Regions from separate parts of the Callithrix jacchus genome. Here region 1 is linked to region 2. A link is a contact called in public Hi-C data. All regions are on one chromosome and are shown on one strand. Each heading gives the region's core, a stretch centred on a gene start, on an enhancer-like site or on the middle of the called end of the contact. The rest is flanking DNA. Distances are from core to core; before and after follow the strand shown.

What was found. Hi-C and Micro-C count contacts between places; a contact is called where the count stands out from the background.
Region 1: a contact with region 2 is called in a Hi-C map of skeletal muscle, with 4 times the contacts expected there. The contact joins two enhancer-like sites. A contact is called at or near these places in 2 of 3 Hi-C or Micro-C datasets (both in skeletal muscle).

What each region holds. Positions count from the first base shown.
Region 1 is chr17:55,006,044-55,009,733 of calJac240_pri, reverse strand. LOC128929987 (a long non-coding RNA gene) reads left to right here. Exons shown (of 3, transcript XR_008477420.2): 2 at 2,528-2,724. Among named protein-coding and RNA genes, the nearest start is that of DPH3, 29 kb to the left of the region's middle. Within about 2 kb of position 1,368, at least 3 of the 16 cell types and tissues checked have an H3K27ac peak or open chromatin away from gene starts, as enhancers often do. A contact at or near this core is called in skeletal muscle, where this site is marked.
Region 2 is chr17:54,847,602-54,851,161 of calJac240_pri, reverse strand. No RefSeq gene overlaps it. Among named protein-coding and RNA genes, the nearest start is that of GALNT15, 110 kb to the left of the region's middle. Within about 2 kb of position 1,616, at least 9 of the 16 cell types and tissues checked have an H3K27ac peak or open chromatin away from gene starts, as enhancers often do. A contact at or near this core is called in skeletal muscle, where this site is marked.

The DNA.
Region 1 (3,690 bases), core at 119-2,618, 160 kb before region 2:
TGGTCTTGAATTCCTGAGCTCAAGAGATCTGCTTGTCTCAGCCTCCCAACATGCTGAGATTACAGGCATGTGTCACCACACTCAGCCCCTACAGAGTTTCTTAACCATAATATTGGCCAGAATTGTTTCCACCTCTAGCTCTAATCAAGATTTCCCAAGCTCCTGGTCACAGAGATTAGTTCAGGGGCACATTCTGCAAGTGAGTTCAGTCACAGCAAGCAGAAGAGCTTTGCGGGAGATTCTGGGACATAGACTCAGTCTTAGCCACTGGGCCTGCGGGCATGGCAGCTGAAGGATAGCTGCACATTTTTGCTACTCGTCCCTTGGATAGGTGGGGTCTGCTTTCCCTCCCCCTTGAGTCTGGGCTAGCTTGCGATTGCTTTGAGCAAAGGAGGATGCTGGAGGAGATGCTATGTCAGTCCCAGGTCTGGCCTTTAAGAAAATTGGCAGACTCCCTCTTGGTCTCTGGAGATGCTCAACCACTGTGTAAGATAGCTGCCGCAGAGATGATGGAGATGATCTTGAGATTATATGGAGAGGGAACAGCCCAGGTGAGTCCAGCCCACCAGCTGCCCCTGCCATGTGAGAAGCTCTTTTGTACCCTCCAGAAAAGAACAGCCATGAGCTAACACCACCAAGTGACACCAGTTAGAGCCCCAGGAAGCAAAAGACTTGCCTAGTTGAGCCATGCCCAAACTCCTGAGCCATAAGATCACGAGCCATAATAGTTGCTGTGTTAAGCCACTAAGTTTAGGGGTAGTTTGTCATGCAGCAAAAGAAAACTGGAGCAGTGTCGGGGGAGGATGTGAGGTCTGCAGTTGTTACAGCCATATGTGGAGAGTCTAAAGCCAGCCAAAAAGTGATCAGGACAAAGTCCTCTTAAATTTGACCTCAAATAAAACCTCTTAAGTGTCTGAATTTTAGCTCTGTAATTTTTCTTTTCCACTTTCATTCTGCTTCTGTCTAGGCATAAAAGACGTTGCAGTCACTTTAGCTGAAGTTCAACAAGCATGTATTACATACCTATCAAGAGTCACATACTATGCTAGGGACTTTGGGCAAAAATAAAAGCAAAATTTGTTTCAAGTCTAGTGGAGGAAACACCTTTTTGATAATTTTAACACAAAGTGGTCCATGTTAAGACAGGGCTCCATATGCAGTGCTCCAGAAGCGGAGTAATTAACTCAGCCTAGGGGTTTAAGGCTCCAGAGACATGATGCATAAACCCAGTCTTCCATGATAGGTAAGAAGAAGCTGGTAAAAGGCAGGACGGGCATTCTGTGCAGAGGGAACAGCATGGTAAGAGCGGAGACCAGGAAAAGCATAGTGTTGTATTGGGAACTACAAAAACACTGTTCAGAGATAGGGCAAATAGTGGCAGGTGAGTCCAGAGGGTGGAGGCAGGGTCAGGGAGAAACTTGTAGTCAGGCTGTGCTGGGGAGGCGGGGCATTGTTCTGAAGGTGGCGGGGAGTGTAGAAGACATTATGGAAGGGGAGTGCTTTAGGTAGATCACTTGGGCTCCAGTGTAGATTGAAGGTGCTTGCGAGTGTGAATCTGAGGTTCATGGGTGGAGTCAAGGCTGGAGAAACACTTGGAAATTATCAGAACATAGGTGGATTATTACTTCACAAATATATATTTTAAGGATCACTATATGCTGGGCATATCCCCATGGGAATGTTGGGAAACGACTGTTATTTACAAATATAGATCTATTTTCTGTCCCACTTGGCAAACACATCGAAAGGAGCATTTGATTGCCTTCCTGGAATTGTTTTTGAAATACCTCTGCCTTCCCAGAAACCAGGGAGTACATATTCAACTCTGTTGGAGTCTGTGCTGACATAAAGTTCAGTGAAGATGATATTTTGCAATTTTCTGATTCATAAGTGACTCATCAAGTCATCCAAGCCATTAGTTCAGAAAACAAATTGGACAAGGCCCTAGAGATGTGACCTTGGTAAATAACAGATATTTAATAAATATTTACTGTTTATAAATTCACAAAGTAATCCTAAGAACTAGAACTCACTCTTGAAAGGGCATTATAATCCGGTTTGTTCATCGTGAACACATCATCCAGAAACTTAACTCTATTTGGCAAACTATTTGACAAACCCCCTAAAGCACAGCCAGTGAAATTTGTCACACACGAAAGGTTTTCGCTTTACCAGCCCAGCCCTCATGAGTTTCGGCCAGATCCTGTTACCTTCTGTGGTTTCTGAATAGACTAAGAAGGGGAGGATTAGAACCAAAGGGTTGGAGGATTTTGTCTTAAGCATCTGCCTTATGGTAAAGCCTTGAGAAAATCCAGAGGCCCCTCTATACTACCAAGTAATGGCTTTTCCCACTAATGGGAAGCAGATGGGGTGAAAAGGCTGTCATTACTGTTTTAAGCAAGATTCTCATGCAACTTCCTAGATCATATGTTTACACCAAAGGAAGAAAATCATCATATATCCCATGGGAAGCCTGCCCCCTTCATTTTTACACACCATGCTTGCTTGCCTTTTATGTTTCTTTTAGAAAGCAAGGAGAAACCAGACTCTCGGAGACAAGGATAAAGTAAGAGCTCTACTGGTTGTCACACCTGGGCCACAGATTTCGTTGGAAGCTGTGCGATAAAAGAGATCAGAACACCACAGCTTCCCAGAGGGTTTGACCAATTACGCCAGCGGCGGCTGAGTTCCAGATGGTAGCACTGTCCTCACATCCCAAACTGAGTAGGTTCCTACTTGGGCAGAGGGCAGGAGCTGAATGGATAATATCCAGGAATTGTGAGCACAGGATTTTGTAGGTCTCTGTCTCAGTGTCCTGCAATTTTCATCCCATAACAATAAAAAAAGAAGCAGAGCCCAATCCTGCCTGGCAGAGGAGGCATCTCAAAATGCAGGCACTGCCACTGGCCATCCAGCAGCCACCTCCCACTTTGTGGCTCACAGAACCTTTATGAAGTTCTGGGTGGCAATGTGCCCAGCTTTTCCCGCCTTTGCTGAGGTACTTTCCTAGCCGCTGTGCCAGCCACCCTTGCTGCTAGAGGGCTCTGGCCAATGAGACAGATGGGAGGTCTGCTGGGGGCTTCTGGGAACGATCTTGCTTTCTCAGTAAAGAGAAAGACGTTATTAATGAGGAAAACTTGCCTCTGCTACCCTCTCCATTCTGTTTGGGTTCTGGGGCCAGGATGTAATGTCTGGTCTTATGGTGACCATCTTGTGCCCGTAAAGAGATAGAAACCAGGAACAAAAGCCAACAGAAATGGTGAGTGGAAGACTGAAAAGCACCTGGATCACAGGTGTCTGGAAGCCACTGTACCAGGCACGGAACTGCCTGTCCTCAACCAGACATGAGAGATGACGAAAGATATTTATTTCTTAAGCCCCCGGGAGTTGGTTATTCTGCTGTTCGTACTTGAACTCATGCAAACCAATGCATCTAACTTGGCAGGTCCTGAAACAACCTGGCCCTTATTTTTACCCTTTTCCATTTGGATAGTCACTTTTATTTTCTTTCTTCACAAATACTGGGAAGCAATCAAATGTGGAAGTTAAACGTGAAGGCCTTGGAACCCAACGAACCTGGGTTTGTGATCTAGGCCCATCACTTTTGAAATTGTCTAGCTTTAGGAAAAGTACTCTGCCTGTGGAAATCTCACTCTTCAACTATAGAATGAAATAATATAATAATAACAG
Region 2 (3,560 bases), core at 367-2,866:
AACTAAGTTACGGTGACTCTCTCAAGAGTTTCCTTTTTTGTAAACATAATGTTTACAAAGAGAGGGGGGTCCTCCTCTCTTTGAGAAATGCCTGGAGAATTAAATGAGTTATATTTTAATGAGCTTGGAGAGCATTGTCTCCAGCCTCCTCATTTTATGGATGAGGAAACCGAGGTCCAGGGAGACAACTTACCCAAAACTCAGTAACTGGTGCCAGAACCCGGAACTGCAGGTTACCTGTCACCCCCTTGCTCTATTGTGAAAAATAGCAGGTACAGAAAATAAAACCGCTTCATGAAATATCAAAAAATGAACACTCTTGCAACCACCAGCCATGTGAAGAAAGAGAACATTCCAGCATCCCAGGAACCCCTCTCATACTCCTTTCCCTCCTAAAGGTAACCCCTATCCTGCCTTTTATGGGAATCATTTACCTGCTTTTCATTATGATACATATATCCTGTGTATCACAAAGTATGCATTCCTAAGCACTACAGTTTAACTCTCCCTGACTTTGAATCGCCTAGTGTAACACCACAGTACACACTCTTTGGCACCTAACTTTTGTTCCTGAATATCATGTCTGTGTTTCACCATGTTGCTGCATGCAGCTGTAGTTCATTCATTTTCATGGTTGTATAGTATTTGCACTGGTTGCATAGTGTCCCCCCAAAAATTCACATTCACATAGAACCTCAGAATGTGACCTCATTTGGAAACCTCATTTGGTCCTCATTTGGACCTTTGCAGATGTAATCAGTTAAAATGACTCATACTGGATTAGGGTGGGCCCTAAGTCTAGTGACTGTTGTCCTTATAAGATGTTCATGTGAAGACACTGAGAGAAAACAAGGAGAACACCATGTGAAGAGGGGGGCAGAGATGGGAGTGATGACAGCTACAAGCCAGGGGATGCCAAGGATTGCTGGCAAAGACCAGAAGCTGGGAGACAGGCATGGAGCAGGTTCTCCCTGAGAGCCTCCAGAAGGAAACAACCTCCTCACACCTTGATTTGAGCCTTCTAGCCTCCTCAATTGTGAAATGATAAATTTCTGTTATTTTAAGCCACTGGTTTGCACTAATTTGTTATGACAGCCCTAGGAAATGAAGATAGTATTTATTCCACTGTATAAACAGCCAGCTTACTTATAAATTCAGCACCTCCGAGGCTGATGTCATTTGGCTATTTCTCACTTGGAGCTGTTATGAGCAATGCCGCTGTGGACATTGTTGTTCATGTGTCCTGGTGCAAGGATGTGTGTTTCTCCGGATGACATGCCTCCACTGCCACCCTGCTTCCTGAGCAGTCAGCCTCTATGGCTACAGCAGTAGACACTCTGGGTTCTGGTAACAAAACAACTCAGACAAGGCAGAAAAGGACAATAGTGCAACTAGCCAGAGCCCTGCTGGTGATGCCCCCTCTGATTCACTACAGCTCCAGCCAAGCTTCTCCTGCATGAATTCTCCTCCATTCCTCCATCCCTGACCTTGCTGTGGCCCTGACTCCAGTCCTCACTACCACCCACTGACAGGGGAGGATCCTCTCCCTGACTCTGGCTCTGCCCTGCCTCCACCAGAGTCTCTACACTCCCTTTAGCTCCTTTTTTTTTTTTGGCTAGCTGACCAAGTTTGAAACTGGTCTGTTCTTTGTTGCCCCCTGGACTCAGCCACAGCATGTCAGCCCAAAAGTTCCTAACAATGGCCCCTCCTTGCAAGGAGAGGCTCTGAAGTATTTTCTCCCCCATTTACCAGGAAACCCATTGATTTTAGAGAATTTCCACCCCTAAGGACAGTGAAAGGCTGAGAGCAGAGAGTGGAAGGCATCATGGGGCAGGAGAGGTGAGCGTCTGTGTGGTGGAAGCTGGGGTGCCGATGCACGTGGCTGCACCAGCATCTCCCAGTGACCCAGTCACAAGGGAAGAAAAGAATGTTTGTGTCCACAACCGCAGGGCTGAGGTAAACAGTTGTCTTCACTAAGTGCCCAGTCCTGAAGATGAGTCACTTGCTAACCTTCCAGAGCTGTGACTCATGTTTATCTGACATGAACATTGAGCTTGTTTTCATTGCTGCAATACCATCTCGAAGCACACTGGGCTGCCTTTCCTCTGAGTAACAACATCCTCTTATGAATTCTGTATTTCATTCGGACCCACCTTCTTAGCATTTGTATTACTCTGTACAACTTGTTCTCAGATATTGTGAAAACAGCAATATTGAGGTAAATAGAATTCTTTTTTTCTTCTTCATTTATTTTTAGGAAAATCTTACTGCTTTGATTTTAAAACCTGATGACAAATCTGTGGTTAACCCCACCCACCCCTGTGCTGAAGCCAGAAATTGGATATTTTTTCTGTGGAGATTTCAGCAGTCAATATTCTTTCCTTATTGCTCAAAGTCCTCCCACAGAGAAGTTCTGGGAAAATAGTGAGAAGGCAAAGGGTGGTAGTTGGGATCCAAAATGCTTAAAGTTATGATAAATGCAAAATGTGTTCCACAGAACCCTGAGCTTCCCATGCTACCACTGTCTTATATCCAGCTCACAAGGTAATGGGGTGAGGGATGTATCAGCCAAGATTCAATCAGGGCCAAATGACCACCATGAGTGATGTAGAAAAACACAGATCTGCAATAGAGATTAGACCTTGGGTCATGGTGGGAGCTCGTGGAGATGTCTGTGCTAGGCTGATCCCTCTGCATTTGGTGGGCCAATCCTGAAGTTGCTATGGGTCAGCAGGCCAGGCCTTTTGGATGGAAAGCTGGACGTGAAGTGCAGAAAAGCAAGGAGCACTAAAATCTGTGAAGACAAACGGGATTCCATGAGGCCCAACTGAAATCCATGGGACCAACTCCAAGCCCTATCTGTCTTCTGCCATTTCAATCTCAACCACATGGGTGACCTGCAAGCTGGATCCTCCATCATGGAGCGACACATATACCTGGCCAGAGCAGCTACAGGAGGAGGTCCAGAAGGAGGAGAGGAGGTGCAGGCCCAGCTGCTGTCCTGTGCAGGTCCAGGACGAGTGAAGCTGCAGCAGCCCCTTGTGCCTGACACTGACCTCCAGACAGTGATGGCTGATGCTCCACATTCACCTTCCAAATCTCATGCAGATTCTTCATATGGCAATTCTATCTAGACCATATAGGGAAGGAATTCTGGGAAATGTAGTTCTAGTAGCTAAGTTGACACATTACAAAAGCGTCACAGTGGTGGAGTCAGAGATACCGGGCAGATGGTAAGCATGGTGCTTCCTCCTAGAGGAACCACTAAGCTAACGTGCATACACTGCTTACAATGTGCCAGACACTGTTCCCAGCACTTGACACACACTAACTCGTTCACTCCTCTAAACAGTCGGAGGAAGTAGTTACTTTTATTATTACTATTTCATAGATGAAAAGCTGAGGCACAGAGAAGACCACAAAGCTAGTAAATGGCAGACAAATTCTGGCATGATAGTGGTCACACTGGGCAGCCCTTCATCCTTATTTTTTATGGCCTGCTATTTTTAAATCCTGAATCCTGCTTTCTTCTAGTTTTCTATTTTAATATGCTTTCTGTC